Regions from separate parts of the Mus musculus genome. Here all the other regions are linked to region 5. The links are chromatin contacts, called in public promoter capture Hi-C maps. All regions are on one chromosome and are shown on one strand. Each heading gives the region's core, a stretch centred on a gene start, on an enhancer-like site or on the middle of the called end of the contact. The rest is flanking DNA. Distances are from core to core; before and after follow the strand shown. Region 1 has its middle 69 kb from the start of Gm39777. Region 2 holds the start of Col5a1 (collagen, type V, alpha 1). Region 3 overlaps Col5a1 (collagen, type V, alpha 1). Region 4 overlaps Rxra (retinoid X receptor alpha). Region 5 holds the start of Ppp1r26 (protein phosphatase 1, regulatory subunit 26).

Region 1 (5,562 bases), core at 2,861-5,360, 680 kb before region 5:
TTTCTGTTTATCCAAATGCTCGCCCACTGTCTACCCAGCTGTTCTTCTACTCTTCCATATGTTCACTCAACCATCCATACATCTGTCCATCCATCTTTCCATCTATTGGCTCTCTGTCTGGACATTTCCTAGGCTCGGGTCCCATCCTGAGGGGGCTTTATCTGTCCCTCCTGGACAGGAAGGCATCATCGACCGGAATCCCTAAGACTCTAGGTTGCTTTCCTCCTGGCCTTGTCACCATTAAGTGGTGTGACTGATGCTGTCAGACCCACAATAAGAAACCAGCTCCAATGTCCTAGGTGCTGAAAGATGAGGGAGCCCTGTCCTCTGGAGCAGATGGCTGGAGCATCACTTTCTATCTGTCTTCCTATTGTCAGCAGCTGTCAGTGTGTGGTCCAGCTTGTGTAGGGGGCAGTAGTACCCCATGCCCTGGTGTGAGAGTCAGGAAGCCAGGTCTGGGACTCAAGCCCAGCTCATGAAAGCAGACAATATTGTTTCCCTGGCTTCAGACTCCCACCTGTGGGTGCTGTCAGACCTGGCACAGTTACTGTATCCTATGGGACACAATCACAAGGATAGTTATCCAAGAGCTCAGACTAGAAATTGTCCAAGAGAAAGGATCACTATGGGTCAGCTGGCAGCTGGCAGCTGGCAGGCCTCTGCTCCCAGGCCGGTGCTCTGGATGAAATCAGGCGTAGGCCAGCCTTGGTGGACCTCACAGCTCTGGGGATGGAGCTACACACTCAGAGCCCACAGCCCAAGGCTGGGTCTGTTCAGAGTCAAACATGGAGATGGACGGAAGGAGTGCAGGAGGCTTCAGGATAGGCAAGACGCACAGCTGCAGTAGCCACTGTCCTGATGCTGCAGGCCTTGGTGTGTGTGTGTGTGTGTGTGTGTGTGTGTGTGTGTGTGTGTGTGTGTAGGTGTGTGTGTTACACACTCTAAATTCCCAAGATGCACTTGAGGATTCAGAAAGAAGAGAGGCTGTTGCCACCAGAGGCTTCCAGTAGTCCCACTGGATGATGTAGGCCTGAGGCAAACAGGTTTTGAGGGCTGAAGATGGTCCAGCAGTCACCATCCATGCCATGCACCCTGCAGGCTTGAAAACTTATATCTACCACAAACCTTGCCAGGGAACACTGATAACACCTTTCCCTAATAACTCTAAGCTAGAAGTGACAAAGATGTCCTTTGATGACACTCCCCCCCCCCCCCGTACCATGCCATGCTGCTCAGCAATAAATGGGCGGGGTTAGGGGCACCCTAAACATACATGGAAACATCCTAAATGCTTCACACGATGGGAAGATCAAGGAGAGCCCTTCTTTGAGTGTTCTTGGGGGCTCCGCTGAGAGGAAGGCAGAGTTGGTGAAAGCCAGGGTTCTTTTGTAGAGCAGTAAAGTTATTCTGGGCTATCCAGGGTCAGTGGGCTCTTGTCAGCACCTCAGAGGCTTTTGGCATCATGAGGCAACCCACTGCACACAGGAGGTGAGGGTCTTCCAGGGTGGAGGTGGAGGGAGGACATGGTTAGCCTGTGTCATAGGAGTGAGCCTTCTGAAGGGCAAGACAGCTGCCTGGTGGCTTGGCAGAGGGGAGGGTGAACCAGCGGAGGTCAAGAGGGTCATGCCAGAATAATGCAGTAATTGGATTGTAGCTAGAAGTTTGAAATCCACAAGGCTGTGCTCATGTAAATAAATGATTGAATAAATAAACAAAGAGAAGGAAAGAGGAAGGGAAATTCCAAACAAACTTTGCCGCCCTCAGCAGATATTGAGTGGAAGCTTCCGTTTGTGCCTGAGCGTGGGGCCTGCACGGTGACTTCCCCGGAGGCTCGTGTGAGGCTCTCACTAAGAGTCCCAGAAGTCTGAAGCAGCAGTCCCAGTACAAGCTGGGCATGGTGGAAGACTCCTGTAATTCCTTCACTCAGGAGGCCAAGGCAGGAGCACCACATCCCAGTTTTGAGGCCTGGCTGAGCTATACATACCAAGAGCCTTTCTTTAAAAAAACAAAACAAAACAACAATAACAATAACAACAACAACAACAACAAATCAGCCCAAGGCTCTCTCTGCCTAGGCCCCAGTAGAACCAGATAGGCAGCACTATACTTCTGACAGACGGAGGCAGAGCAGAAACTGACCAGGAGGAATGCATCAGATGAACCCCACATGGGGCCCTCTAGGCAGCTTAAGGTCTTTAAAAGAGATGTTCTGAGAAACCCAAAGAGATATGGTGAGTAAATGTGACATGATCACAAACTGTCAGTACTACCTCAGTTAAGGGATGTGTTAAAGATGAGACAGAGGGGAGAGCCTGAGGCAGGAGGAGGAGGGATGGGAGGATGAAGGGAGGAGAGAGGGAGGAAGGAAGGGGCCTGGAGGGAGGGAGACACTAGGAACGTGCAGAATCTCTGTTGACAGCAAGTCTTCAGCAAACCTAAAACCATTCTTAGGTTTAAAAATGTATTATGGGGTGTGGTCATTATACAATACCTACTTCAGGTCCTGTTGGAGCCACCAGGAACTAGGCCAGGCGGTTTTTGTTTAGTGTTTACTAGCATATATTAATTCTACATAATAAATACTAGGTTACAGCCAAGTGTGGTGGCACACACTTTTAATCCTAGTAGTCGGGAGGCAGAAGCAGGCAGATCTCTGTGGGTCTAAAGCCAGCCTGTCTACATGGTAATTTTAGAGAAATTGCTGCCAATGTGTTTCCTTAGGAACAGTCTGTCAACAGAAGGCCTGTGAGATACCCTAGCAATAATAAATAAGGACATGGCATTTCTAAAAACACCTGTGGCTTTGTCCCTATCCAAGAAGAAGACAGGGAGGAAGAGAATAGAGCAAGCAACCCATGGTGAGATGAGGCCAGAAAGCGTTTCATGGGCTAGCTCATACCTCCTCCCCATGCACTGCTTCTCCGCTCCCCACCTCTAAACGACTCCCTTGCTCAGTTGTGCTGGGACAAACGCTGCTTTATAAAGTGACTGCTGGCTTGCAGGTGACCATGGGGACTATCCCATCACCAGACAACTCAATGCTTTCTGTGTGCGTGATTAGCACACACAGAAGCGATTACAAGCCTAAGGGTGTTGAGAATCAAAGCACTGTGGCAAGGGACTAGAGGTGCCCACAGTGTGAGACACACTGGACTTCAGAGCAGAACAGCACAGGATGGGGTAGAGGGTAAGCTGGTTCTCTGGAGCTAAAGGGTCCTGGGGTGAGCAGGTGGAGGCTTGAGGGTCAAGCTGTCACGGAGGACTGTGACTTGCCAGGGCCCTGGGTGGGGACAAGTCAGTGGGAAAGTCCAGGAATCTGACAGTAAATGCAAACCAGGTGAGTTTTGAATTCCTCTCATATGACATTCTAAACAGCAAAGGACGATGTCGTGCAATAAGCAAGCAAAGGGAAAATGCACTGTGAGGCAGGGGCTGCTTCAGCCGTGGCTACCATGTTGAGAAGGAAGATCAGAGACCCTGCCTGGGCACAAGAGATGAACACCTGATGACTCGTTCTGTGGCAGCATCAGGACTGTGGAGGGCAACTGTAGAAGCCAATAGAACAACCACCAGCTGCCTGGGAAGGGCTGAGTGCAGACAGGAGCGTAGCTGTCAGTAGTGCCTAGGCATTCCAGGCTTCAGGTCTGACTCTGCCGCCACGCTGGCTCTGGTGGCCACTTCCTGTTGGTGGGATCAGGTATCAGCCCTGCTGGAGAGAGAGCTTTGGAAACTCCTCTACTCCCTGTCTGCCCTTTCCCTGGCAGAGACAGGCTCTTCTGTCTGCAGAAGTTTAATAGCTGGGGTGCAAATCTTGGAGCTGTCAGCAGGCTATGCTGTCTTTCACTTCAAGCTCGACTAAAGACTGCTTTAAAAGGGAGACTTCCGTGGATTATTACATCAAAATAGTTTTGAATGGAAGAGGGAATTCACAAACTATATCCTGCAACCAGATTTTCACCTTTGATGTCACTAGGGGTAGAATTCTCCCTAGACTCGCTACAACCTTGATTTTTTTTTTTATTCCGTTTCTGTCCCAGAGAGTCTCTTGTGAATTGGGTATTTGTCATACACCTGTGAACCAGGCAGGGTACACGAGGCTCCCATGTACCCATATCCACCACGAGAGGGCAGCATCACCTCACTAAGTGCAGATCAATCACACACACACACACACACACACACACACACACACACACACACACACACACACCTACCAGGTCTCCTAGCAACCATTTCCTAGACCCTCAAGGCCCAGATGAGTTCACCTATGCTGCCCCAGACTCAGGAGGCCAAGGTCCTGCCTGGGAATGACCTTAGAGGACAGCAGAGCCCCTGCTTGCTCCTTGATGGTGTGCAGGGCTGAAGAGTGGGAGAGGCGGGTGCTGAACAGAATAACTTCAGCAGACCTTCTATCCTTGTGTCCTAGAGTACCAGTCCTTCAGCATGGTTGGAAGTGTGCTTGAAAACATTGACAGCCCCTTGCTGTCTCTGGCCCCCAGAGCCCCAGTGGGGACAATCAGATGACTAGGTTAAGTGCACATCCAGAGAAGGGAGCTTATGGTTTTGTGGGCTTAACTAGCTGTCTGTGCTGGGCCAGAGCAGAACTGTGTGGCAGTTAGCCAGGGCCTCAGGCAATGGGAGACGTTTGTCTCCAGGCACTGCTTCTCCATATATTCATCTGTTTACCCAGCCATGTAGCCATGCATACCTCCATCTACCCACCCACCCACTCATGCATTCACTACTCATCTGCCCATCTCATCTACTCAACCATCTATCCATCCATCCATCCATCCATCCATCCATCCATCCATCTGCCCATCCACTCATCTGCTCTACCACCCGTCTGTCCATCCATCCATCCATCCATCCATCCATCCATCCATCCATCCATCATCTATATGCATCTACCCATCTACCACCCATTTATCTGTCCCTCCATTTATCCCAGTTCCCCATCTGTCCATCTATCCACCTATCCTCCACCCGTCTACCCATCTGTCCACCTGTCCAATGGTCCATCCCCCATCTGCCCATCCATCCATCCATTTATCACTCAGAAAATACCTTTGGAGATGTGTGGTTAGGCCATGTGCGTGATTCCAGGCAAACGCAGAGTTTTTGTTCAACAGAAAACTCACATGAACCAAATATGCATCTGAAAATTGAAAACTTCCTGCTAGCCACATTAAAATCAGGTGAAGTGAATTTCATATTTTATTTAACCCAGTATGTGAAAGTTTCCATTTCCACATGAATTCAATATGAGCCATAAATAAGGGACTTTTACTTGAATGTTGATCCTGGTCCTCAAGACCTGGTGTATACCTTCCCGTGCCAGCACATCTCCCTTGGGCCCTGCCACAGGTCATGTGCTTAGACCCACTCTATTGTCCGATTAGGGTCTGGAGTGTTCTCCCAGGCCGCATCCTGGCGGCAGGTACAGGCTGAGTGGGCCACTATAGTGAAGTGACCGTACCAGTGGGCAAGGGGACTGGTAAGTCTTCCCAGGTGATGTGGCAATTGAGCTTCAAAGACAAAACAGGGCAAAGAACACCTTCA
Region 2 (5,176 bases), core at 1,974-4,473, 560 kb before region 5:
GATCAGATCCTTGTGTGGGACTGTCATCACAGACAAGCAGGAATTTAGGTGATTTTAGGTGACTTCACTGATCCTGGGAACAGTCCTCTGCTGTAGGGGCAATATCTCCACCCCTGCAGACAGTTCTTCAAGAGACAAAGCAGAAATTTCTCCTGTGGACACTTTCCTTGGCCTGCAATCTCAAGCCAGCTCTGTGAAACAGTCTACAGGAGACGACCTGCGCCAGCTGCCACCGTCTGGAAAACGCATCTCAGGACGCTTGTCGTCTGACTCCCTGCAAACCTGCTTCTCATGCCAAAAGTCAGTCTAGTGTCTCCTGGGCTGTTCTGCCTGGAAATCCCATCATTTTTAAAGGCTTGTTTGGCACCAGCGGGGAAAGGCTAGCCAGCTTAGGTTAAAGAAGCCAGTCTTAGTGGACAGGACATGGAAACACTTGGTGCAGGGAGTGGCTGGCATACAGAAGGAAAATCCAGAGCTGCCTGCCCCTCTGTCTCAAACATGCCACCTCCCTTCACATCTGAGTCTTTGGGAATCCCAGAGTCAGCTTCATTACTCCACTTCATAGGTGACAAGCATCGCAGAGAGGGAACTCATCTGCCCAGGTTTTGCAGTTAATGAATGGCATGTACAAGGGTGGGACATCGGTCTGGCTTCTGAATGCCAGCTGAAGGACGCATGGGTGGAGCTCTTCCCTGGGCACAAATGTAAAGGCATCCCTGCTGGTGTGAATATCTCTACACACAAGGCAGAGCCACAGCTCATCATGACCTTCTGCACCTACCGCAGAGCTGCTGGGGCCCAGGACCTGTTGGAGGGCCAGTCTGTAATGTGCCTGAGAGACTTCATATGCTCCGAGAAGGAGGGAAGCACCTCCCACCCCTTAGCGTTTCCTCTTTGCTTCTCCCCAGAGTCTCAGGTAAAGGTCCTCCCTCATTGTCTGCTTCTATGTGAGAACAGCAACAGTCCACAAGCCTAATCAGGATGGACTCCTGCAAGCAGGGACAGCTGACCTGATAATAATGGCAGTTGCTTTGCTTGGAGGACTGTATTCTACAACAGAGGGTAATGGCATGTATGCATGGCAGGGACATGCAGGGGACACTGGATGGAGGTGGATATACAGAGACAGGCGAGATGGAAAGAACACAGCAGAAGCACAAGACTATGTCCATGATCATGGAGACCTGGTGCAACAGTGCAGGCTGGTATAGATGGGGCCCACAGGCAGCTTGCTTCCTCAAAGACTCATGCTGGTGAACAGACCATGACCAATACTCTCCATTATCATGAGATGCCAATTGGGCACAGGAGGATGCTGGGTATGGGTTGGCTTAGCCTGAGCAGGATGCCTAGGGTGTACCTGCTGGAAGGCAGATGTTCTGAGTCTGTATTATAGCACGAAGAGGGAAGAACCCTGTGCCTGCTGATCAGCTGCAGCACTCATCTTGGCTCTGACACAGCGCATTGCTGATTTGGTGCTCTGGGTAAGCCCCTTACCCCGCCTGACTTGCAGCGTCCCCGTCTGTGGATGGGAGAAAGACCTCCCCTGATATGTAGACCTGATGCAGGTTGGGGATGGGGAGGTGAGCTTGGTGAAAGCCTCCGGATGGCTGAGGTTTTCATCCCCATGAAACTCACCAATGGAATGGCACATAAGCACACAGTATACACAGCACACACACAGAGACACACATATGCATGTACATGCCCCCACATGTGTTCATACACACACACATACACATCTTATCATTTATACAACTTACACACATACATAATTATTCCATAACAAGTACAAGCTGGCTTTTAACTCTTACTGTACTGTGACTGAGTCTGTCTGTCTGTCTGCATGTCCACTCAAGCTTGTTTCCCTCTGCCCTCTCTGTACTCTGGATAGAATTTAGGACCTTTGTGCACAGCCTCTGAGCTGCATCCCCAGCTTTCCTCCTCTATTCTGTGTACTGTCTGATGTTCCCTATAAGGTACATTCCACACTTAAGCAAAGCTTGAATTAAGTCAGTACTAGCCACCCCCATTCAGATTCAAGAACCAGAGCATGGCCATCCCAGCAACTCCTCTGACTGCCTTTGCCCCCTGACTGCCTCTATCCCCTGACTGCCTCTGCCCTCTGACTGCCTTTGCCCCTTGACTGCCTCTGCCCTCTGACTGCCTCTATCCCATGAATGCCTCTGCACCCTGACTGCCACTCTCCTCTTGTTTGGAGAATAATGAGAAACTAGGGAGCCTGAGGATGCAGCCGGAGAGAGATGTCCCAGGCCGGTCTCCATCACTACAAAATTCTTTCAGGCTGCAATGTGTTCAAAGGGAGCGATAGCTTTGTGTCTGAAAGCCTTCTTAATTCACTCTGATTCTTTCTAAACAAACCCTGAAGCCCTTGGAGAAGGGCAGGGCAGTGAGTCAGGCTTTTGCAGGGCCTCCCAGGCCTGGAGAAGTCTGGGAGAACTCCTGTCTCCCTCTGCTGTAGATGGGGAGCTGGGAGCCCCTCTCCTTTTCCAGCTGTCAGCTCTGGAAGGGGGCTCTTCCTTTTCCTTGTGAGTTGTTGGGCCACTAGGGACAGCAGTAAGGCGGTGGGGTGGGATCTGAGACTGACCTTCACCTGATTAATAACTTGGTCACTCCTTGTTCACTTAAGGCCCCTCTGGGCATCCTTGACAGTCTGGTCTGTGGAGAGGTAGAAGGCAGGTCCCCAGCGCTGTATTGGCCTGTCAGTCATAGTCTAGGGAGCCCCTTCTGGCTGAATTGCAAGTTGAGTCTCCGCCCAGAAGAGGAGCTCTCGGAACTCCTCCTTAAAGAGAAAGTTCTGTGTGGTACTGCAATCTCTCTTTTGAATTCCAGCGATCAAACTTCGGGGGTCCCTCAACGTTGGTTCTTGGAGTCTGGCCAGGTCGGGGTACCTGAGGCGGGAAGAATCTAGGATCAGGGTGGGCCATCAGGTTTTGGAGGCCGCCGCCCAGAGCGGGGAGAAAGAACGGGGGCGCCGGCCCCGTCCCACGTCCGCTCCCGCCCCGGGCCAGCCCCTTCCTCGCCGCGACTCGCCCGCTATCCCCACCCCCTCGCCCTCGGCGCCCAGTGGGAGGCGGGGACCGGCCTTGCTGAGCGGGGCGCCGGGCTCTGATTTGCTGCGGGCGTTGGGGGCGGTGGGGGGTGGGGGAATCCACAGCCTCCGCGTTGTCTGCCAGCAGCGAGGGAGGGAGGGAAAGGGGGGAAAAGTGCTCAGCGCCGAAGGCGAGGTCCGCACTCCTGGTCCCCGCGGCTGGCGCAGGACCTCACTCCAGCGGAGCGCCCACGGGGAGCGGGTCGCGGGGCAGCAGCGGTGAGGAGGCCACGAGACTAGAAGGAGGAGGACAGGGAGTGCGCGAGCAGCCAGCGAGGGGGTCCCGGCCGTCCCGGGCCACAGTCGATCCCTGCGCCGTGGGCGAGCGCGCCCGCTGCCTCTTCCAGAACAGCCACCGCCGCGGGGGAGATCGGGCGGGTGCCGAGCTTCCTATGACTCCCTGAAGTTGTCGTGCTCCCCTAGCGTCCGCCACCCGGGACGTGTCTCTGGTCCCCGTGCATCGTGTGCGTCTCCCGCTCCCCGGCCCGCGCACCCCGCCGGCATGGACGTACACACCCGCTGGAAAGCTGCGCGCCCAGGCGCCCTGCTGCTGTCTTCGCCGCTACTCCTGTTCCTGCTGCTGCTGTGGGCGCCGCCTTCGAGCCGCGCAGGTAAGAGTGCTCTGGGGACCGGACCTCGGGGACTGTAAGAGGTGCGCAGAACCTCCGCGCCGCTGTCATCTCGGGCTCCTTCGCCGCCGGCCTCCTCCGAGCCTGCAGAACTTTCCTCCTTGGCCTGTGGAATGCACCGGGCAAGACAACGAATACCATTCGTTGGGGGCCCAGGAGAGGGAGCCGGGCCAACTCCATCCCCGCGGCGTACCGCCCCCTCCTCAAACGGGCCTGCTGGGTGGGGCTGTTGGTCGAGTCAAGGAAGAATCTGCCTCGTGTTAGATCCCAGCAGAGGTGCTCACACTTTTGTCCCCAAACCTCGCATTTTCTGTCCCACATCACAGGCGACCCGCTGCATCCCACGCAGCCCTTAAGCAGAAACTTTCCTTCTGAAAGCTGGAAAGGGCCGCCCCCTAGAGTCAAGGCCATTCAGTTCCTCAGGGACGCCTAGGGGTGGAGGGGGATCCCAGAAGTTTGAAACCCCAGCTATGGACTTCCCTCTGTACACACCCTCTTGCTTGTCTGAGCTAAGTTTCTGCAATTCCCAGGGGACAGAGTTCCCTGTAGTCCCTGACAAGTCTTCAGGGGCACTGGGGAGCCCTGTGAGGTAGGCCAGCCCTACTCCTAGCCGTCAAACCTCCAAACCCCTTAGAGGTAGTTTTCTTGGGCTTTCTGCCCAAAGATGGGATGAACGGGAAGCCTGGAGAGGGCCTTGGAGTCTGGGCTGGGAGCTTCTCAGATGATCTGCAGATGTGAGACTCCTGCCAGGTTGGGTTCTCTGAAGGAGCCCTGATCCAATGGGCAGAATCAGGGAGGTACTGGGATTGTCCCTGTCTGTATTTCAGCGCTTTCAGGCTCAGGTCTGGGCAGGCATATTATTTTCAGCATCACTCTTGTTAGTTAGTTGTGGGATAAACCTCCCCAGAGCCCTTAAACACCATAGCCCAGGGTGGGAAGGCACCAGGCATGTGCTGATACAGGGAGGCGAAGGCAGTTAGAAAGAGTTCAGGCAGCCGAACAGCGGGTGGAGTGGTCAGCCCTTGCGCAGTGACAGGGCTCTCCTTAGCTTAGCTGGTGTTACTAGGACTAGCAGGAGAATCCATTTCCACCCCCCATGGCCAATTACAATATTCTTCTCCTGCTTTCTGGCACCATTAGTGTCCAGTGGCCACAGGATGAGCAAGAGTGGAAATGGGAGGGGCCAGGGCCTGCGGGGACCGAGGGAGAGCATGGGCTGACGATGCTCACTCTTGTGGAACTTGGACCAACTGCCCCGGAGTTCCCAGGGTTAAGCTAGCAGTAGGGAATGCTGAAGGCCCTCAGGAAAGTGTGGAGGAGAGACAAGAGAGGTCAGCCTCTCTTTTCCCTATACCCCCACAATGTTCCCCTGTGCGCCCCAGAACCCCAGGAGGGAAGCCTTCAGTGGACCTCTCGCCTGGGAAGCTGGGGTTAC
Region 3 (5,214 bases), core at 925-3,424, 520 kb before region 5:
GATACACAAATAACTGGACACTGGGTGGTTACCTAAGAGCTGCCAGGATTCTGAAATGAGTTGAGGCTATCCTGGGTCAATAATGGGCCGTCCGTCCACACTGTGCCCTGCTGTCCTTCATAATGATTTCCTGTAGGGGTGGGGAACCCTTCTCTGGTGTCAGGAAGTTGGCACAGACCTGGCCACTTAGGTTGCCTTGGAGCGCAGGCTAACAGGAGTCAGGCTTGAGACTCGGTGGCTGCTGTTGGAGGACTCCTCACCCTGAGGAAGCTTGCATGATCATTCTTCTTTAACACCTTCTTAAAAACGGTTCAACTGTCCTCCCGGGGAATCCACTTGGGGAGGAAGGTGAATTGAGTTTGAGAGGAATAGTCAAGAGATGAGCCTCCTGTGGTCGTCAGATGTGGGTGCTGAGTGTTTAGCAGGATATGTTGTATTCTGATATGGACAAGCCTGAGAATGAACATATGGGCATGTATATGATAGCTTCAGGCGTAGCTGGATCCAGGTGCCCATTTAGCACTGCGAGAGTTGGCCTATGCATGCACTAGATTCCCTTGAGATAGTTGCCCTCTGACTTCATCTTCTGTGTATGTAGCCCACAGAACAGCTTTTTCCTAGACGAAGCCACAGGATGGTGCGACACTGGTCCAGCTTGGCCATGTGTCAGGGGCTTCACATCCTGTGGGTAGCACTTTGAAATTTATTCTCTGCTGGACATCCAAGAGCCTCCTATTTGATGTAACTCAAACTGAACATACATAAACAGGAAAACAAGCAGTCTGGGGCGGGCATGTGTGGACTCAAAGGCCTCTAGATGTAAGGAAAGGGGGCTTTGTCAGGGGGGCATGTTTTGTGTTTGGGGATGTTCTAGCTTCATTTCTGTCTCTGGACAAAAATACCCCAACGAAAAGAAACTTAGAGACGAAAGCAGTTTGTTTCAGCTTAGAATTCCAGGTTACAGCTCATTGTTGTGGGGAAGTCAAGGCAGGGACTTCAAACATCTGGTTACATCACATCCAGAGTCAAGAGCAGAGGGAAATGAATGGAACACACACTCACCTGCTTGCTTGTGTTCAGCTTGATCGCCTCACTGTTATTCTTCACAACCCCATGCCTAGGGAATGGTGCCACCTGTAGTGGGCTGTGTCTTCCCATATTAGCTAGTTAAAGACCTACCCCTCATAGACATGCCCACGGGCCAACTCAGTATAAACAGTTCCTCACTGAATCGCTCTTACAAGGTCAAGTTGGCACAGCTAACCAATGCAGGGGCAACTGTTGAGCTCTTGAGGAAGCGCCTGCACTTCAGGGGTCAGAGGGTCAAGCTTCTGCTGTCCTCTGAGTGGCTCCCAGAGGATGGGGTGTCAGAAGCTTTCCTAAAGGGACGTCCTGCAAGCATTCTCCTGACCTGGGTATTCAGGCCTAAATCTTTTGATACCAGACAGAAATCGGATATTTGCTCTAAGCTGTTGTGGGAACATGGGGGACGAAATGACATCAAAGACAGTGCAGAGACTAGAGGTTGCTTGGCAGTTTCTTAAGCTGTCAATCACTCCAATGTTGGAAACAGCCCCGTAGAGATTGCTGGAGCTATTGAGGCTTCCTGGCTGCGTCTAGGTGACAGACCTATCTCCAGTGTTGCTGAGAAGAAGTGGAGATTGTGTGACTCAGGCAAGTGAGGATGTGGAGTAAGAAGTCCCTGCAGTTTGTAAAACAAGGAAGTTTGGGGGCTTTCAGAGGGTGTAGGTGAGGCCAGGCTCTAACCTGGGCAACTAGTTGGAGATAGAGCCACTTCTAAGACGTGTCCCTCCTGAGCAAGCCCTCAGTCTCTTCTGAACACCAGATGTTTGCTGGTTTCAGTTGTCTAAGATTCACCTTCTCTTTGGGGGTGCCCCTCAGTTGTGTCCATCTTGGGGCTGACATAGCTTCTCTGTCTTTGCAGCTCAGCCAGCAGATCTTCTGGAGATGCTAGATTTTCACAATTTGCCCTCAGGGGTAACGAAAACCACAGGTTTCTGTGCTACTCGAAGATCTTCCAGCGAGCCGGATGTTGCCTACCGAGTCTCTAAAGATGCACAGCTCAGCATGCCCACCAAGCAGCTGTACCCTGGTAAGAGGTGCCTCATTCCTGTTCTGGGTGGCAGAGTGCTGGGGACTTCAGGCTTCTGGCCAGGGCCAAAGAGGAAGCCGGAGTGGGTGGTTGTGCCAGAGCCGTGGGTGTGCTTTGTGTGAGTCTTCCTCATTATAGTGAAACCAACACCCACTCACCACTTGTGTGTGCGCAAGGCCTTGTCTGTGCTAAATGGGATACAAGTAGGCATGTTTACATTAATGACAGACCACCATGAGAAAGGACAGAAAGGAGGTGAGATGAAGTGAGATCTTAGGTCATGGAGAAGAAAGGCTTATACTGGGGAACATAATCCTAACTGGGGCCAGTGACATTAAGAGACACAAGTCCAGAACCCTGGCTGGCAGCGAGCTTGAGAGATTCTTAATGAGCGTCTGCTGCCAGGTGCCAGACATCTACTTTTAATTATGTATCCAGAGGGAGCCACCATGTTGGACAGAGGCGTGCATCTAAGTGATTCACCCACAAGGGGAGTTAGCTCCTCTCTACCACATCTACTGGTACTAAGTGCCCTGGGTTTATTCAGTGTGGGCAGGTGATAGATTCTTCTTCCCCTGCCTCAGGAGGGCCTGCCAGCTTAGCCTGAGGTGCCCTGACTCTGTTGACCTGAGTAAGAGGTAGGTCAGCCAGACACTCCTCTTTTGCGATTAGAAGTCTGCATTCAATCTTTTATGGTCTGGATATGACCGCAGCATTGAACCAGAATTGGGCAGTTTTAGCAACCTGTGCTGTCCCTCATGTCCCCACTGTGTCCCTGGATGATGCTTTTGCCTCCCCCCCCCCCCCCCGGTGTTGGCACTTCTGGTCTTCTGTCAGGGTTTGTCCTCCACTCAGCATTGCTCTGGAGTCATTGTGACTTTACAGCTGAGGAAGAAGCTGGGTGCTTTGGTCCAAGGTATCATTTTGGATGGATGGATCTCGTGCGCAATGCACCTTCCTTGCAGCCACAGGGGAAGCAGCCTGGGGTCTCCAAGGAGCACACCTTTAGTGCAGAATCACCCTGGCTCACAGATGCCCCTCTAATTCTTCTGTAAAGATAAATGTCCCACCACGACCCTTTCTAAACGGGAACCTCACCCTTCCTTGTGAGGGGCTGCAGGGATGGATTCTATGCCTTATTTTTGGAGAAAACATTTTTGCAGAGGGGGGGGGGAGGTCATCTTGAGAACACTCAGTCTCATCTGTTTTCAGAGAGTTGTAATTTTTCTGTCTTGTGGCCCAAGAGTTAGAATTCCCAAATTGGAGCCATGGAGACCTGGGCCCAGGCTGGAAGGGTCTGCTAGTCAGGAACAGAGGGCTGGAGGTGATGATGATGAAGCTGAAATGGGGATGGCTGCAGAAAAGAAAGGCTCCCAGCCCAAGGAGCTATACAGAGCTCACTGATGCTTGTATTCTTACCATTGTCACCCAAGACAAGGGGGCTAGCCGAGCAGGTAGCTAGAATCCCCATCTGTCACTCTCTTCTCCCTGGGTGGCTTATGGTAAGAATTCTCACAGGATCAGGTAGCTGAGCCCAGGAAATGGAGTGGATTCCCAAGTAACATGATAGGGGATATTTTTTTGGTAGTTGACTAGTTTGTTGATATTTTGTTTTTGAGACGGAATCTCATGTAGGTTGAGGCTGGCCTTGAACTTGCCAAGCAGCTACGGAGACCTTGAACTCCCAGTCTTCCTGCTGCCACCTCCCAAGCAGTGGGATTACAGGCACAGTGCCTGTCTTCAGCCTGCCCTCAGCTCGTGTCCTCTGCCTTAGACTTGCCAGTGTGCGGGGTGAACCGTGGGCCTTTACTGTATTTGTTTTTGGCACGGTCTCAGCTGTTCTAGACTAGCCTTAGATTTTGCTTTACAGTTAAGGATGACCCTGAACTTCCAATTATTTTGAATCCACCTTTTTTTTTTTTTTTGCCCTAAGAGTGCAGGCATGCATCAGTATGAAATTTATGTGGTTTTGGCGATCAAGCTCAGAGCTCCATATGGGTTCAGGAAGTACTCTGACAACCGAGTCCCAGCCCCAGTCCTGGGAAGCTTTTGGTTTTGTTTTCAACTGTCCTCAAATTAGTAACTTGATTAGATAATCAGAATTGCTGTAGCTAGGGTGTGGGGGACACCGGGTCAATCACTGATTGTCTGACAGTGGCCAGTGCAGCCAAGGTGGCTTCGGAGTCTCTGCAGAGGAGTTTCTGTGGTGTCATCTCCTCAGGTCCCATGGGTCAGTCTGGAAAAGCTGTTCCAGGGTCAGCATTATCCATCATCTGGTGTCTGAGGCTGTATACCTCAGAGTAGGTGATTGACCCTGGAAAATCCTGGAAGGTACTGCAGGCTTTCTGATTGGCAAGTGCTTAGGAAACAGGTCAGACCTTGTGGGATGTCTTCCACAGGACTCACGTGGCTACATGCCAGCCATTGCAGCAGCCTAGGTAAGAATGAGGGTGGCTGCTAGCTACTGTGTGCCTTCTTCCAGAGTGCAGGAGCTCCTTGGCTACACCAGGGTGGGGAGGCTGTCTGTGGTAGCTGCACTAGGAGGCCCGAGGGCTCCAGGCAACCGCAGCAAGACTGGATTGGGTAGAGCATGAATAGATGTCTGGAATTGTCTTAGTGCTTGCTCAATGATGCCCTTGGTTATGGGCTGATCTCCCAAGACAGCCTTATCCTAGTGAGCAGCATAATCTTTCCTTCATGGGCTGTGTGGATCTGGGTCTTTAGATGGCTGGGCTAGCTTGTTCATGGCATAAGATCTGGCCATTCTCCCCCACAGGGTGGGCGCCATATCTAAAAGAAACTAGCAGGCCATGCATGAAGACGGTCCTGGACTTCCCTGTATACTGCTTTATTGCTCCTATGTCTACCCAGCTAGCACCAGCTGCTTGTAATGGTCTCCTGACTGACACTAAGGCCTGACCCCTGGCCTCACCTTGTGTGTGGAGAACCAGTCCCCACCATTCTTCCACTGAGGACTGAGGTCTCCCCTCTGTTCTCCTCAGCATCCTTCTCTGAGGAGGTACCTGAGATTTCTGGCTCACTCAGAACTAGATAGGGTGGATTGGCCAGGAGCTCTTCTCCTTATCCCCCCATTTCCAGGG
Region 4 (5,425 bases), core at 2,807-5,306, 730 kb before region 5:
CTGGCTAGTGTCTTTTGTGAGGTCATGTCAGTAGCCCCTTCTAGGTCGATGACGACCTTACTGCATATAAGAGCAATTCCTTGAAGCTTGGCATCAGTGCCTGTGCAGCCACAGAAGCTGAGGCCCAGACTGGCCAGGCTAAGGCTCACTGGGCTCTGCTTTAGCTGCCTGGCCCTATTTCCTGCAGTCTCTGGATCCCTTCCTGTTGGAAGTTTGGAACAGACCTAGCCCGCTCACTCACACCTAGGGCAGGGTCGCTATACAGTAACAGTTATAGGCTGAATAGGCCTCCAGTCTTGGTGGTGGAGAGTCCTGCTGGCCAGGCTGGGGCTGGCTGCTACCCTGCCGTGGCCTTGGCTCAGCGATCACTGTACAGGAAGAGGAATCCACATGAGGATAGTGAAGCTGGAGATGAGTACTATACACTGTCCAAGGTAGCCGGTGAAGAAGAAGCAGGTCTACAGGAGGAGGCTGAAGTGTGAACCCAAGAGGCAAGGCACCTACTGGGTATTCTATCAGGGGTCATGGGTCAGAGGGCATGACCCTCGATGCTTGCCTTTCAGAACTGTGCAGGGAGGGTAGGTATGAATCTGCCAACCACTCTCATCCCTCTTTTCTTGGGGGTCAGGGTCAGCATTTAATCAGCATCTCTGAGGCTAGCCCAGTGCCTCAGCATGGACCTAGGGAGTCACAGTTCCTGAAGACAGGCTTCAGGGCCCCTCCAGACTTGTTTGCCGTGGGCCTAAAGGTAGCATCTGGACATAGTATTGCTGAGGAGAAGAGGGGGAGGGCTACCTTTTCCGTTGCTGCTGCTTGCTGCCCCACCCCCACTTTTAGGTCTGTCAGGCTTGGCATGGGTTCAGGAATGACATGTGATTGGATCTTTCCTAGCTTCCTCAGAAGGTGCTTGTTGTTGCTTCTGCCCCAACCCATCTGGAATGAGTTACATAGGGTGTTAGCTGTAGAGTGGTCCTGTCATGGCATGAGCAGACTCCCCCAACCCCCATCCTTGCTCAGCACCACTAGAAGCCACCCTCTGGGCTGTGCCCCATGTGAACAGCTAGCAGGGCCACCATGGCAGGGTACAGAGCAGTGGGGTAGAGGAAGCTCTGGGACATCCCTTGGATGGTCTCCTGCTTCCAGAACTCGTCCTGTAAAGGCAGTATGGGGTAGAAAGGGGTTCACAGACTGCCCACAGAATCCTCTCCTTTTCCATCTGCTGAGGTGGTTGAAAGGAACCTCCAGAGTCCCTCATGGCAGACACTGGGAGATAGGAGGCTGTGGGAATAGTAATTGAGAGGCCACCAGCCAAGCAAGAGGAGCCCAAGACCTTTAGGTTTTTCTTTTCCTTGGAGGGAGGAGCTGTTGGCAGTACCTCAGGGGGTCCTCTGGTAGTCAAACCTGGCTTGGCTAACTGTTTGCTGACCTTGTAGATCCTGCCCACCAAGCCAGTTCCCAAAGCTCGAGGGGTGTGCCTGTGGTGATGGCCTTGCTGGAGACAGAGCTGAGAAGCACAGGCTCCTGTCTGGAGGAATCTGCCTGCACAGCCGAGCCTGATGGCTTGGGCTGCCTGCAAAGGGGCCCTGGGCTCTGCTTAGCTACCCCTAGGATGGATTCTGATGGGATGAGGTTTCCCCAGTGGGTGATGAGGAGACCCATTAGCCATGCATTCTCTGTTGTGCCCTCCTCCTGCTCCCTGTGAAGTGGTCTTGTAGTGAGAAAAGTTAGGTCTGCCTGCTCCTCTATGAATGGTTCCTTGGTGGCTACCACCAGGTCCACTTGAGGAGTGCCAGCTATCTGGACCTGCTGCCCCCTTCCAGGACCTGGAGAGCTTACTGCCTTGCTCTTTGTGAAAGCCCAGGCATGTGGTTTTGTGTGTGTGTGTGTGTGTAAGATTATGTGTGTGCTTGTGTGTAAGCATGTGTGTGTGTGTGTGTGTGTGTGTGTGTGTGCAGGTATACATGCAATGTGCATATGTTGAAAGTGAGCATGTAACTGTGTGTGCATGTTGGTCTCTCTGCTTGTGAGAACCTCTTGTGCCTAGTGTCCTGTTCAGTTCCCCAGGACCGTGAGCCTTTTGTCTCCTCCATTATCAAGGACCTGGATTTTACGGTCTTCCTAGGTTCCAGGCCAGTGCTGTGCCAGCTGGTTCTTCTCTAGCCAAGTGACCAGGTGACAGGACATCTACCCCAAAGCTTTCTGGTTCTCCTACCTCTGTGCCATGTTTTGGAGGTATCAGAGGAACAGCTGGGTGGGGCCATGGCTCTGCTGGTTCAAGGCCTGATTTAGCCTAAAACTTTAGGGATGCCCTTTACCTGTCATGATGTGGTGATGTGTATTCATCTGTGAGACCTTGTCCAGATCTCAGTGCTGAGCAGTGAGCTTTCAGAACTCTATACCAGGCAAACATGAGGCTGTGTTTTCCCCATTGTGGGGATCCCTAGGGTGCCTGAGCAAGGCCCAAGGCATGGAGAGAGCATCTGATTGCATGATTTCCTGGGACACAGCAGGATGTGGTCTCCACAGAAAGAGGTTCTGGAGGAACCCAGAGGGGTACGTAGGGTGGCAGCCACAATCTTCTGGGGTAGCTTATGCTTTGATGTTTTCCTGAGATGAGTCCTTCTCCGCCTCCAGCTGGTTGTGTGACTTGGGGCCATGTCGGGTGAGGGGAGCATCATGAGGGTGGGACAGACTCTGCACCTGCAGAGAACTTGATGCAGCTAGGAGAAAATCGGCAGTTCTCTACTCTCTCCATCCCAGCCAGGTCTTTTCTGGCCTCAGGGTCAAGGTCGAACCTCCTTTTCTGATCCTCATGTCCCCAGCTCTCTTCTTACATGCTAGCCCCTCACTCCCTCTTTCTCTCCTGGTGGCACTCCACTTCCATAGGGCAAGATATGAGGTTTCCCAGATCTCTGCCATGCCTCCAGATCCACATGTGATAGGGGGCTGGTCATGTCCTTGTGTGAGAGTCTGTATCTCTTGGTATTTATAGCCTGGCTGTGCAGAGGCCCTCAGGGAGCCGAGAGGAGTTGATTACCTCATTATCTCCGGAGAATTATCCTTGTGTTTGTTGGATACTGGGATGGGGGACACCTGGACAGAAGTGCTTGCATGTAGAACCTGTTGTGATGCAGGGCCTGGGCCAGGGACTGTGGCATGCTGTCACTGGGCCATAGGCATAGCCACATTTGGGCCTCAGAGACTGGGCGGGTGGCAGTGTGGACATGGTGGCTCTGGGTGCTCCATTACAGAGTTCTGTTGTCATCTGGGTTGGGGGTTTGACAGTAGGAGAGACATCACCTCTAACTCAGGCTATCAGAACATGGCTAGGCTGGAAACCTGTCAGATTATCAGGGTGGGATATCTGTTCTGGAGTTGAAAACGGAACATGGGCGAGGTTGGCTACCACATGGTATCAGTTGTTGGTGGGGCCCTGCCCCTATTGTTGGGGCCTCAAGACTGTAGAATTCTCTAGCAAAAGACTTGGGTCCAATGCCAGTCATGCAACTCCCACCCCATTAAAAGTTTTCCTTCCTTCTGGGTGTCAGGCTCAGCTCCTCTAAGGTTTGTGTCCTGGGAAGAGTTCGTCCAACTCACTGGGCCTCAGTTTCCCTTCTTGTCTGATGGGGTAGTAGTGTGGACTCAAGTGGTGACCTTGAGTGTCTCCTGCTGTCTTCAGGGTTCTGTGACTTTGTTTAAAATTCATCTAAGGCTTCCAGGCTGCCCAGAGTCACTGCATGTGTAGAGCAAGGCCTCTCTGGCTTTGGTACTGGGTGCTCAAGCTGGGGACCACAAGGGTTGTTCTTTCTAGATTGTGATCTTCTGAAGCCTCACCCTTGGCAGATTGCAGGATCTCCTTCCCAGTCCTGGACAGGGCATCTGAGGGACAGAGCCTGGGGCCTGGGGCCTGGGGCTGAGTGCTGGTGGGGGGTGGGGGTGGGAGTGGGGGACCAGGGGATGGGGGTGGGGGGAGGGCAGCTCTGCTCCTAGGGCATGGCCCTCTTATGTCTCTGCCTGTCCCTTTGTGGGGCAGTCACGGGGAGCACAGCCTTCCCTGTGTGTTGGGCAGGCAAACAGGCCGAGATGGCCACCGTCCTTCCTGGGTGCTGTGCATGTTGAAACCCATCTCTGACGTGGCCAAGATATTGAAATAAGTTCTTGTGAGTTTCCCAATATCCTGCCAGCCCGTCACAGGACTGGTTGTCAGGTGCCTGGTGCCAGGCCTGGCCTGTGTCTCCCCCATGGGGTGCCCAGGCCTCATTTTCCTCCTGAGAGGGGGAACACACTCTCTCCACTGCTGCTGAGAACACCAGTTAAGGTCATGATATCAGGGGAGGGTGACAATACTCCAGACAAGAAATCCTAACAACAGCTCAGTTTTATGGAGGGGGGAAAATTGAGGAATAGCAGAGTGACGGGATTTGATGTCAGGCCTTTGAGCCTGTGCCCGAACAGAGTAGCCTGTGTGAGTGGATGGCAGAATGAGGCAGGGCGCCATGGTAGCATGGTGCTCGTATGTGTTGGCTGGAGAGGAGAGGGCAAGAGGACAGGAGACTCAGCACAGTGTGTGCACTCCCAAAGGAAGGAAGCCTGGACTGGCCATGGGGGTCACCTGCGTTAATGGATGCTGGAGGTTGTGGGATGTAGGAAACTGTGTCAGTACCCAGTGTTGTCCCTCTGTCCCTGTGGCCAAGGCCAGGCAGGCTGAAAAACTCATTGATCACCACTCATTGCAGGCCCTTGACCTGGAAAGTCTTCCCACCTCGCAGGAGGTTCCTGTGCTATGTTTAGAGAGAAAATAGCTCAGGGAGGCCCTATGGCCATCCTAGTGTACATAGAGCCCTGTGACCAGATGGCTAGGGGCTGGGGCATGAAGATTTAGTCATTAATTTGGGAATGGCTCACACACCCTTGGGGCAGATGCTGGCTCTGCCCTGGTGGTCTCAATGGCCCCAGGCTTATGGCTTTTGTTGATCTGGCCAGTGTTGAGGACTGTCCTCTGGCTCTGTGAGCTAAGGAGTGGGGTACAGGAAAGCTTGAGACTATCCTCCTAGCTGGCAGAGTGACCCAGTGACGCCATCAGGTTGTGTATGTGTGTAACTTTGGTTCTAGGAATCTCATGGTTGAACCTTCCCAAGCTGTGGTGTAGTGCCTGCTCTTTGCTCATCAGTAGAGCCCTGCCCATAAGGAAGCAGACGCTCTGAGAGGGCAGAGGGTCTGGGCGTGGCAGCTGTATCACCAGGACTATAAGGAGGGAAGTCTGAAGCTTGCTTCCTGGAAAGTGAAATTTTTAATGCTCCAGACTGGGAAGGAGGATACGTGTGATTCAGTTGGCAGACATGACAGGGCAGAGCTATGACCACAGAGGCCTCCTCAGTTACAGAGTTACAATCTATTGTATGTATTATATACTGATTGGGATCTG
Region 5 (5,425 bases), core at 887-3,386:
CAAAGTTGTCCAACTCATGTATTCTGCCACAGCAAAGAAAGACTGACTAACAACACATCATGGGCAAAGCTATTGTGGGCGGGCTTATGCAAGCCCAGCTGTCAATCACCTGACAAATTAAACTACAGAAAAACAGAAAAATTGTGCATAGCAAACCAACAGATAAAAACAGTAACCCTTGGCTGTGGGTGAAACCCAGTGGTAGAGCTCTGGCCCAGCATATGAGAGGCCCTGGGTTCAATCCCTGGTACCACAGAGGAAGAAAAAGAAGGGAGGATGAGGAGAAAGAATAACTCCAAAGTCAAAAGATTATAATCCTTGTAATGTCAGCCCTCCAGAGGCTGAGGCAGGAGAATTGCAAGTTCAAGGCTACCGACCAAGCATGGAAGGGGTGGAGGAAGAGAGAGAGGGACAGGGAGATGGTGAGACTGCTGCAGACTCAGTGGTACGGCAGCTCTACAAGCTGGCAGGAAGTGGGAAATATCTGCTTACCCTGAAGGCAGTGAGGTAGATCCCTGTGGTGACAAAATGAGAGGCTCTTAGGTTTGACTGCTTGGTCCCTGATTGGTGGACCTGTTTTTGGGGAGGGCTAGGGGGTGTGGTCTTAGTGAAGGTGAGTCACTGGGCATGGGCTTTGAGGTTTCAAAGGTTTCAATTTGCTTTCTCTGTGTCAGGCTTGTGGGTCAAGATGTAAGCTCTCGGCTATCGCTCCAGCACCATGCCTGCCTGTCTGCTGCCATGCTCCCTGCCATGGTGGAATGAACTCACCCTTTGAAACCGTAAGCTTAATAAACTCTTTCTTCTATAAGTTGCCTTGGTCATGGTGTCTCTTCACAGCAGTAGAAAATAACCAAACAGTCCTCATCTCTGAAGGGCACCTGCCAAGTGTCAGCACCTCGCATCTCTCCCAAGCAGACTACTGTCTTCTAGGCATTAGACCAGGAGACATACACAGAGTGGCTTCAGGGACACCCAAAGGTGTTTCTCACAACACTAAAAGCATTCCAAAATAGGCCTACAGCTACATCTTGGTGATGGTATTATTGGTTGTGTAATTCTCTCTAAATGTTCATAATATTACTTCATAGTGACAAAAACTCAGGCCAGGTGTGATGGCACTTGCCTTTAATCCCAACACTCTGAAGACAGAGGCGAGTGGATCTGTGTAAGTTTGAGGTCAGGCTCATTTATATAACAAGTCTCTAGGGGTTTCTCCTGTCAGATCCCTGGCACTCTCTAATCATTTCCTCTGCCTTATCAGACAGGGTGAGTGCCTAGGGCCGGGGGTGAGCCTGGCTTGTTCCCTGACATGATCAATACAGAATCTCCAGACATGTCTAAAAAGTAAAAGAAAACTAGGGAGATTTCCGACATCACATACAGTGTGCCACAGAGCCAAGAAATTCCACTGTATAATCCTGACCGCGTTGGCGGAAGCTAGTCCTATCCCACCTGTTCCTAAGACCACTGGTGTGAATGTGGAGCAAGGTCACCCTGCATGACTCCTGTTGCTTAGTTCTCCTCAGCCTCAGGGTTCCTATCTTTAAGCACACTCTAAGATCTGGCTAAAGTGGGGAGAGGGGGCATTGTGCATAGACATATAGAAGCGTTCTACAATGTAAAGGGACTTGGGTAGCCCAGAAGGCCCCGCGGTGTCCAGAGCAGGCAAACTAAGCACAATCTTGAGCTGGGTGCAAACTGCAGGCAAGGAAGCACACCTTTGCTGTGTTTGAGGATAGGAAGGGCAACTGTGAGCAGATGCCAGGCACGCGGGGGCCACTGGATCTGGACCAAAAAGAAGGTATGTGCGAGGGTCCGGCCGCCCTCCTTCTCTTCACGGCCACGCCTCTCGCCGTGGCCAACTTGCCGACGCGCGCGACCTCCTGAACCCCTGGGCTGCGCACGCTCTCGGCGCCCGGAGCTGCGCCAGGCCCCGGGTGGGAGGACAAGGAGGGTCCCCGCGCAGGCTCCGAGTCCCGCGGGCGCCGCGGCCGTTTCCAAGCTGCCCCATGCGCTCCTCCCGCGCGCCGTGCGTGTCCGAGCGCGGGCGCTCGCAGTGCAGGTGGGCGCGCTCTCGCGGGCGGGGGTCCGGCCGGGCCGCGCGCCTCCCCCGGAACTCGGCCGTGCCATTCCCATGATGCCCAGCCACCGGGCACGGCTTCCGGAGCGCGGTCGCCGCCGCCGCGGGTAGGTGGCGGGAGAGACGGCCCGGGGTGGGGGGTGGGGGTCGCCCCGCCCCTCGCCGCGCCGGCCCCGCCCTCCTTTCCCGCGCTCCCACGGCGCGCCGGGCCCCTGAGTCCCCGCGGGACTCCGCGGTGGCTGCGGGCGCCCGACCGAGGGAGGGCGGGGCGGGAGTGTCCGTGCTTCCCCGCTCTCCGGGCCCGGCGCCTCCCGGGACGCGGGGCGCAGGGCGGGCAGCTGGGCTGGCTTCGTGGTGCAGGCCGCGGCGTGCAGGGTCCGGATCGGGTTGGTGGCTGAGGCTGGTGTTATCACGGGAGAGGGTCCCGGCCCCCGGGAGGCGCCTCTCGCGGATGCCTGGCGCTTGTTGCGCCCTGCGTTCCTCGAGAGCCAGCGGGCGCCGGGCGGGCCCAGGTGTGGCTCAGGTGAGGGGCGGGCTCCCGGTCACTGAGGCCGGCCTGGCCTTCAAGGCTGCCTTCTCGACCTGCCACGAACAGCTTCGAGACTCCCGGATTCCCTAAGCCTGGGATCCCAGAAAATTACTCGGGGGGGATGGATGGATGGGGGCACAGACCAGCCGGAGGCCCTGCCACTGACTGGAGAAGGGTTGGCATTAACCTGCTGAAGACCAGACTGCGGCTCCCTCTCAGACAGTGAGAAGAGCAGTCAGTACTCAGGCAGCAGGGGGATCTGTCTCCCCTTGCTTCCAGCACTGTGCACAGGGATTGGCAGTCACAACAATTTTTCTGGGGGCCGAATCTTGTCAGCACCTCTGGCTCCTAAGGACCAAATCTTACCCACACCCACTTTAAGTTGGAGTACAGGGCCCTCTACATCATAAGTTAAGTGCAGAGTCCATGCTGGGGGGGGGGGGGCAGAGAGGGGTGATGATTGTACCCACAACCACCCTGGAAACCTGATTCCCAGAGCCTCCAGTTTAAAGCCCCAATTCTGGCTTCAGCTCACATTTCTAACTGTGAAGTTCATGGTTCTCCAGAGTGACAGCTCCCAAGATTGACCAGGTAGCTGGACCAACAACCATTAAGACTGTCAGAGGAGCTCAGTTCTGGGTCCATCGTTATAAGCTGTGAGCAGGTGAGTGGAAATAAACTGATTTATTCCCTCGGCTCTGCACCTGCTGTCATGTTAAGATATTAATGTTACTCACCCCATCCCACCCTGCCCTGCCCCAACGGGGAAAGCACTTTTTGTTGTGTTTACTTTGGTGGGTTGAGACAGCATCAAGTAGCCCAGATACTGTCTTTGAACTAGATAAGGAACCAGTACTAGCCTTGAACTCCTGATCCTCTGGCCTTCACCTGAGATTAAGGCATGCATACCCCACCACACCCTACTCGATTCAGACCCTTCACAGTTAAGCCCTGCAAATGTTACGTGATTTCTATAGTATTGCAGTTTGAACACCACCTACAGCAAAGAAGCGGTAGGTCCTCCAGCCAGTGAAAGCAGTTACTCTTCCCTTTAGTTCCCACTGCCTTGTGCCTGTGGGGAGTCTCAGGAAAGCAAAGTGATTGTTGAGGATGGCCAGGATGTGAGCTCGGGTAGCTGGTAGAGGAAAGCACCCTCCATCCTGCGGCTCTCACTAGAGGGGAGGCAAATCAGCCACAGTTAGTGTAGTTGGTGTCAGGGCAAGTTTTTCCTCAACTTGTCAAGCCTTTCTTTACATTAAGGACATATCATAACAGAAAAAATATTTATAAGCCATGATCAGTTTCTAAATTAGATGTTACTGATGATAATCCTGGTAGTAAATGCTGGTTTATTTATTTGTTTATTTATTTAGACAGTTTGGTCTCACTAGAGACCCCTGGCTAAGCCAGGAACTCACTATGCATAGACCAGGCTATCCTGGTGCTTGGACTAAAAGTGTACACCACCATGTCCAGCCCTCACACGGCCGACTTTAAAAGCTGGTAGAAGATGCTTTGAAGTGCAAGCCGAGCAGTGAAGACCTCACCTGGAAGCCTTGCAGAGCATCAGCCTACACCTGAGACTTACAAGTAATTACAATAGATTTTTTTTTATACTAGTTTAACTCTTTTTTTTTTTTTAAGATTTATTTATTTATTATATGTAAGTTCACTGTAGCTGTCTTCAGACACTCCAGAAGAGGGCATCAGATCTTGTTACAGATGGTTGTGAGCCACCATGTGGTTGCTGGGATTTGAACTCCGGACCTTCGGAAGAGCAGTCGGGTGCTCTTACCCACTGAGCCATCTCACCAGCCCCACTAGTTTAACTCTTAAAGCACACATTGGTAATCACCATGAGTTGCCGCTGCATCTTCAGTGACCTCTCCATTTGTTGCCTGTCGCTCTGAGCAGATTTTGGTCTAGATGCCCAGCCCCACCTCTTAGGGAAGGGATTTCAGTATGTCTACAGCACATCCCAGCCTGTCAGAAAGGCAGGTCCTGATTAAGTACATAGAAGTAAAGCAAACCGAAGGTCAGGCTCTGCTCTATGGCCTTGGGTTAGAGGTGGAACAGCCTTCCATGCCTTCCCTTGGAGGAACTCAGGTCTCTGTCCTTCAGCCTTGCAGGTGCTCCTCAATCTCTGGGAGGCAGAAGGGCATCAGAGAAGCCTGGAGGAATTGAGAGCTGTACAGAGCAGCTGGCATTTTTCCGTGTGACCCAGTGCCTCTTAGATTAGGCTCCTCTTAGGATGACTCTGTGAACTTTCTTAGTGTTCCTGACACCAGCCTAGCTGATATGTAGAGACCTGGCTCTAACCACATAGGCACGTGACACTTCACAGTGTCCTCGGCCTCCAAGCTGGCAAGCCCATGATCTGTCTACACACCACACAGTCCTTTCTCCAGGCCTACCCACATGATAGGACCACCAAAATTTTCATGCTAATTGGGCAAAATTGGTGTCAGCCTTTGAGTAGCAGCTGTCAAATACACATTTGACATTTTTCACATGAAACAGCATAAGGAAGGCAATTCTGAAAAAAAGGCTCGAGGAAGTGTGTTCTGAGTCTGTCATATGGTGCAGCTTTGATCATATTTATTGGTCATTTCCAGAGAGGATCCACCCATAAAGTCCTACTTACCTGTGTGTTGTCATTCTTCTTAAAGCACAGACAAGCATTTCTAGACTGCTGTGGCTTCTGATAACACTGGGAGGTAAATGACGTCTCCTTTGTCCTCCTCTTACGGAAAAGTGCGAACCCAGAAGGGAAAGGAAAGAGCTGCTGGAGTTTGCACTTTGTTTTTTTAACTGAG

The links. Promoter capture Hi-C pulls out the DNA fragments that hold promoters and counts their contacts.
Region 1: a promoter capture Hi-C map of embryonic stem cells shows a contact between it and region 5, with 7 times the contacts expected there. The contact joins the enhancer-like site here to the promoter of Ppp1r26 in region 5. A contact is called at or near these places in 12 of 39 promoter capture datasets (the 3T3-L1 cell line, 3T3-L1-derived adipocytes, the C10 cell line and 5 more), 1 of 484 Hi-C or Micro-C datasets (bone marrow-derived macrophages), 11 of 115 datasets of contacts at active chromatin or transcription factors (VIP interneurons, embryonic basal ganglia, embryonic forebrain and 7 more) and 2 of 9 other capture datasets (liver and pancreatic islet).
Region 2: a contact with region 5 is called in a promoter capture Hi-C map of liver, with 4 times the contacts expected there. The contact joins the promoter of Col5a1 here to the promoter of Ppp1r26 in region 5. A contact is called at or near these places in 11 of 39 promoter capture datasets (the HPC-7 cell line, embryonic stem cells, frontonasal cranial neural crest and 5 more), 1 of 484 Hi-C or Micro-C datasets (embryonic stem cells), 8 of 115 datasets of contacts at active chromatin or transcription factors (embryonic basal ganglia, embryonic forebrain, embryonic hindbrain and 5 more) and 3 of 9 other capture datasets (adipose tissue, liver and macrophages).
Region 3: a contact with region 5 is called in a promoter capture Hi-C map of hematopoietic stem and progenitor cells, with 6 times the contacts expected there. The contact joins the enhancer-like site here to the promoter of Ppp1r26 in region 5. A contact is called at or near these places in 11 of 39 promoter capture datasets (the 3T3-L1 cell line, the C10 cell line, HPC-7-derived erythroid cells and 6 more), 1 of 484 Hi-C or Micro-C datasets (common lymphoid progenitors), 9 of 115 datasets of contacts at active chromatin or transcription factors (VIP interneurons, embryonic basal ganglia, embryonic forebrain and 6 more) and 5 of 9 other capture datasets (adipose tissue, embryonic stem cells, liver and 2 more).
Region 4: a contact with region 5 is called in a promoter capture Hi-C map of hippocampal neurons, with 5 times the contacts expected there. The contact joins the enhancer-like site here to the promoter of Ppp1r26 in region 5. A contact is called at or near these places in 4 of 39 promoter capture datasets (the 3T3-L1 cell line, the C10 cell line, embryonic stem cells and 1 more) and 1 of 115 datasets of contacts at active chromatin or transcription factors (VIP interneurons).

The regions. Positions count from the first base shown.
Region 1 is chr2:27,766,246-27,771,807 of GRCm38.p6, forward strand. No RefSeq gene overlaps it. Among named protein-coding and RNA genes, the nearest start is that of Gm39777, 69 kb to the right of the region's middle. Within about 2 kb of position 4,111, at least 7 of the 459 cell types and tissues checked have an H3K27ac peak or open chromatin away from gene starts, as enhancers often do.
Region 2 is chr2:27,883,202-27,888,377 of GRCm38.p6, forward strand. Col5a1 (collagen, type V, alpha 1) reads left to right here and starts at 3,224. Exons shown (of 66, transcript NM_015734.2): 1 at 3,224-3,723. The coding sequence starts at 3,615.
Region 3 is chr2:27,920,072-27,925,285 of GRCm38.p6, forward strand. It overlaps Col5a1 (collagen, type V, alpha 1), which reads left to right. Exons shown (of 66, transcript NM_015734.2): 2 at 1,946-2,113. Among named protein-coding and RNA genes, the nearest start is that of Col5a1, 36 kb to the left of the region's middle. Within about 2 kb of position 2,175, at least 12 of the 459 cell types and tissues checked have an H3K27ac peak or open chromatin away from gene starts, as enhancers often do. A contact at or near this core is called in hematopoietic stem and progenitor cells, where this site is marked.
Region 4 is chr2:27,710,210-27,715,634 of GRCm38.p6, forward strand. The region is part of intron 1 of Rxra (retinoid X receptor alpha); the gene reads left to right. Among named protein-coding and RNA genes, the nearest start is that of Rxra, 36 kb to the left of the region's middle. Within about 2 kb of position 4,057, at least 62 of the 459 cell types and tissues checked have an H3K27ac peak or open chromatin away from gene starts, as enhancers often do.
Region 5 is chr2:28,444,710-28,450,134 of GRCm38.p6, forward strand. It overlaps Ppp1r26 (protein phosphatase 1, regulatory subunit 26), which reads left to right and starts at 2,137. Exons shown (of 4, transcript NM_001005420.2): 1 at 2,137-2,187; 2 at 3,176-3,273; 3 at 3,983-4,199.